2 separate regions of the Danio rerio genome follow, and region 1 is linked to region 2. A link is a contact called in public Hi-C data. All regions are on one chromosome and are shown on one strand. Each heading gives the region's core, a stretch centred on a gene start, on an enhancer-like site or on the middle of the called end of the contact. The rest is flanking DNA. Distances are from core to core; before and after follow the strand shown.

Evidence for each region. Hi-C and Micro-C count contacts between places; a contact is called where the count stands out from the background.
Region 1: a contact with region 2 is called in a Hi-C map of an unstated tissue, with 4 times the contacts expected there. The contact joins the promoter of LOC100333521 here to the enhancer-like site in region 2. A contact is called at or near these places in 2 of 18 Hi-C or Micro-C datasets (hematopoietic stem cells and an unstated tissue) and 1 of 4 datasets of contacts at active chromatin or transcription factors (caudal fin).

Annotation. Positions count from the first base shown.
Region 1 is chr2:57,358,654-57,361,353 of GRCz12tu, reverse strand. LOC100333521 (cathepsin Z) reads left to right here and starts at 1,433. Exons shown (of 6, transcript XR_012394923.1): 1 at 1,433-1,586.
Region 2 is chr2:57,298,890-57,301,589 of GRCz12tu, reverse strand. No RefSeq gene overlaps it. Among named protein-coding and RNA genes, the nearest start is that of abhd8a, 47 kb to the left of the region's middle. Within about 2 kb of position 1,374, at least 16 of the 62 cell types and tissues checked have an H3K27ac peak or open chromatin away from gene starts, as enhancers often do.

The sequences.
Region 1 (2,700 bases), core at 184-2,683, 60 kb before region 2:
ACGAGTGTAATAGTGCATTTATAAAACAGTTCGACGGCATCATCGTATATATAAAAAAGAAAATTAAACAAAGTTTTAAAATCCTTTTGAGGAACTACTTTCTTCCACCATTCATTCACGTCTGCAGCTGACGTCAAAACAGCAGAAACCATTACTCATTCACAAATGCCACTTTACAGTGTTTAAATGATTCTCTATCGTAATGTCTAAAGTGATGACAAAACAAGTAATTTCGCTCACATTTTAAGATTATAAGGCTGAACGGCATGAAATGCCATCAGTCTACAGAGATTTTCCAGTATTTCTTTGTTTAGTCTGATAATATTTTTTCTTCTGGAGAGAAACTTATTAGCTAGAAAAAAAGCGTTTTTTAAATTTTTTAAGAGCAATTTTAAGGTTGAAATTATTAGTTCCTTTAGGCATTTTTTTCTATAGTCTACAGAACAAACCACCATTATACAATAACTTGCCTAATGGCCCACCCCATATATACACACACACACACACACACACACACACACACACACACATATATACATACATATATACATATATACACACACACACACACACACACACACACACACACACACACATATATATATATATATATATATATATATATATATATATATATATACATACATACATACATACATACATACATACATATATATATATATATATATATATATATATATATATATATATATATATATATATATATATATACACACACACACACACACACATATACACACACACACACACACATATATATATATATATATATATATATATATATATATATATATATATATATATATATATATATATACACATACACACACACAATTTAATTTGTATCAATTTAAGTTAACAGATACCCATTTCAAAAGGGGCATTTTATGGCAGGAGTCATTTCTTGCCCCATTAAAGAAAAAAAAGCAGCGGCCCTTACAGAAAAAAAAAGTTTGGGGACTCCTGGTATATTTATAATTATGCATATGAATATAATTTTACAGCATCGATGTTGTGATGCCTTACAAATATAATCAGTTAAATAGACTTAAGCATCTATTTGGTTGTTAAAGCGTAAAAAGAGACGTGAAAGTGCAGACTCCATTAGCACTAGGCTAGCTTGGAAATTCCATTGAAAATACTGGGGTAAAATAAACTGTCATATTTAAAGACATGGCGTGGAAAAACAGAATGTAATGCAGTTCTTCCTGTTTGGGCTGATACCCACTTTATATCTTATCTCAGCCAGGCAGTAGAGATCGCCGTTTTCAAAGAAATCAGATCTTAAACGCGGTGATTTTGTATGGGACCGGAAGCCCTGGGGCTGGCTGACTGTGAAGTCGGTGTGCATATTCCCTCTCCTGAGCTCTAGAGGGCGCCAAAACTCTAGTTTTCGTTTTTCTAAAGTGTCAAACTCGGATGTAAACATTCATGATGGCGCCTGCTGTGTTGTGGTTTTCATTTCTGCTTAATGTGTTTGTACACACTGAAGGATTCACTGAAGTTCAGCCTCTTCCAGATTCATGTTATAAACCGATGAAAGACCACAGACCGTCATTCATAAAGTAGGAAATATCTTCATTGTAATAGTTATTTTAATCGCAACAACAAAACCTTACAAAAGGTCCCGCGTGAAAAAAATAATTTATAGTAAATAATAGAACCATATTGTAAAGTACTTGCATTACTTGCTTATCTGTTGTGGAAATCATATGTATTGTGGTACATGTTTTGAAATGTAAACAAATGACGTTTTCTAAAACTCTACATTTAATTTTACTTCAACACACCAGAAATTAATGATAATAAAATTGCTGTAAATACTATAATACAGTATATTACACTCTGCAGCTCAAAAAACACCGTAGTATGTACTATAAATGACTATAGTAATTTTTTTATGTGGTGTATTATGGATATTTTTGTGTATGATTTTACCACATAATGCACTACTATTGTGAAGTGCTATTTAAGCTGATAATTATATATTTTACATGTACTTTACTATGGTAATAACATATTTATTTATTTAATTTTTTGCATGTGCAAAATAACATTCAATATACACTACCAGTCAAAAGTTATAAGGTCAGTAGGATTTTTAAATGTTTTAAAATAAGCAAATTTTTTCACCAAGGCTGCATTTATTTAATCAAAAATACAGTACACATTGTAAAATTGTAAAAAGTTATTCACTATAAAGTAACTGTTTAAAAGTAGATTATAATTTAATTTAATCATTTATTCCAGTGATTTTAATGGTGAATTTTCAGCTTCAGTACTTTAGTCACATAATCCTTCAGAAATCACTCTAATATTAATTATTATTGTTATTATTATTATTATTAATAAAATAATAGTAATAGTAATAAAAGCAATAATGACTGGAGTAATAATTTCATTTGAAACTACATACAATAAATAATAAATATGGTTGAAATCAGAATTATTAACCCCCCCCCCCCCTAATTATTAGCCCCCTATTTATTGATGTAAAATCAGATTTTCAAAAAAACATGGAAAAAAATCTATGTTAAAATTAAATGTACGCGTGTTTAAAAAAAAAACCTAATGGATTTAGGAAAAAAAAATTATTCAAATGAAGAGAAAAAAAACAAAGTTTTTTTAGACTGTCTAGGCTTATGTTTTTGAAACAAAATTACTTTTATGCACTTATAT
Region 2 (2,700 bases), core at 125-2,624:
GGTGCAGAGGGAGAAAATGCATCTATGTGGCTGTATTGGTGTAATGATGACTCTGAGGAATGAGGATCCATTCATGAGCTTTTATTAACACACAGTAGAGCAACACAGAGAGTAGAATAGCCAAGGACAAGCAGCATGAACTCAAGATCTGTAAAACAGGCTTTGGTCAGGGCAGGCAGCTTACAGTCAGAAACGGTGAGACAGACATTGGTCAGGGCAGGCAGCTTACCGTCAGGAATGATGATACAGGCATTGGTCAGTTAACAATCAGAAAACGGGCAGGCAGGCAATCGGTAACCGAGAGGGAATCAGAAGGTGTAGGAAATGCTCAGAAATGTTTGGTAGCAAAACAAAACTGCGCACTGAGTACTTGAACTGAGCTGGTGTTTAAGCACCTTGCTAATAGACACCAGGTGCCGCGTAATCAGTGCCAGGCACCATAGATATATACACAGGATTTTGCATAGGGCCCTGAGCATGTGTCAATAGCGCCGCCACATTGGTACAGTGCTCCCAGGACAAATGTCATTCAACCGCACTAGTCAAGACAGTGTTATTACGTGAAGATGCGGGACTTTAGCGCTGTCTACGGGTGTAGTAACGAGCAAACAAAGAAAACAAAGCACAAAGGCAGAACATTTCATAGGTAATATTAAGTTTTTTACGTTTTTGTATGTTCTGAACTTTTGTGCTAAACAGGTAACGTTATTGATGATAACAGTCACTTACTGCATTCACTATAAGTCAAAGTAGCTCCAACTCGCACTAAATACTCGGCTTATGCTAGTTTTGCTGAATAAAATCAGCAAACAACGCAAAATAAATATGACAACGGGATGCTGGAGTGCCAGAAACTTGGATTATTGTCGGCTAGTGAACGAGTCGTTCATAACGGAGATTCATTCACAAACGAATCGCTCTCTCCGTCAGTATGAGAAGTGAAAGCAGGAGAGGAGGTGTGTTTCAGGACATGATCAGATCAAATTTAACAGGGAGGGTGAATAGTACATTTCTGTACACACAAACACAAGCTTTTTGTCAGGAATGCCCGTGCGGTCACTGATCCATCAATGTAGAAAAGTGATGTAAAATGATCATTTTCGTAATTAAAAGAAAAATTGCATGCTAACATCCAGGAAAACTCCCGATCAAAGATTTATGTGTATATGTGTATATCTCTGGCTTTGGATGGCCACAGTCCTCCACTGTACCTTGGTCCCGCAATGGAGCGCTACCCTGTAGTAAAATGGCGGCTCTATTGACGCATTCCTTCCAATAAACAATAACAGGGTAGGCGACATCTAGTGTATATATCTATGGCCAGGCACGTGACTAATATTCAGGAGATGAGGGCCTCTGCTGGTTGGTGAGGGGATATGCTCATGAATGTATGTTCATGGTAACCGGATTAACATGTCACTAAATGTATAAGTGTGAATGTTTTTTTTTTTTTTTTAAGATGTTCAGGCAGGCGTTTTAAGACATACATGCTCAGATGCTGTCAATATGCATGTTGTTTTTTGTATAATTCTTCATCAATAAACAGGAAGAGCCCGTAATATGGCTCGTATTCAGTATAAAGTGACACCTGTAAGTATACTTGTTACTTTAATTTCCCAAACAGTCATTTTTAGGCAGTATCGGAATCAAATCAGTATCACCGAAACTCGCCTTCATTTTACTTGGTATCGGATCTGATAGGAAATCACTTGTATTGCACATCACTAGTCAAAAGCCACATAAAGGTGAGCAAATAGTGAGCTAAATTTCCTTTTTGGAGCATCCAATGCCCTAAGAGTTATTCAAAGAGACTATCAAAAGAAAAATTGGAAAATAATTTGATCCAATTTCCCAGTACTGGGTTGCAGCTGGAAGGGCATCTGCTGTGCAAAACATAGGCTGGAATAGTTGGAGGTTCATTCCGCTGTTGTGACCTCTGATAAATCAGACTAAGATAAAAGAAAGTTAATGAATGAATTAATCAATTTAATGCAAACATTTTGTTCATGGACTTCTAAAGATCATATAAAAAAACATTTTAATTTAATGTCCGTTTAAAACCCATCAAAGATTGACTTAATGCATAGTCAAAATGCTTGGAGGGTCATGATATACTTGTCAACATTTCTATAACTGTGTATGTTCACCCAAAAATGATAAATATAACCAAAAAAAATGATTGATCTGATTGGTCAAAAAAGTTGCAATTACATAAACAACCACTAGATGGAGGTAAAGATTGAGACTAAACGTTCCTCAACACTTTGCTTGATAACAGAGTTAAATAAGCATTAAATAACAGCACTACTCTAACCGAAGTATAACGCATTGGTTATATAGTTATATTGGAAATAATATTTCCCACAATCAGGCTCATAAATTATTACCGTCTCCAAAAAAAGCACTTGTGTTTGGTTATAAACACACACATGCACATTTGAGAGTAGTTCTCAGGAAGCCCTGAATCAAAGAAAATGGCCAAATATTTACACTGCGCCGTGAAAAGCAGTTCACAAAGCTGTCATAATAATCACATGACTTGCGGGTCACATGACAGTCCCACCCTGTGTGTATATTTTCATAAAAGCTTTAAATTGGTGTGTAGTCTGCCTGTCTGAGGAGCTAAATGTGATATGAATGTATGAAGGAGATTTACATTCATACACCGCTAAAAATGCTTTTCTTCGAGTTTTCATCTTG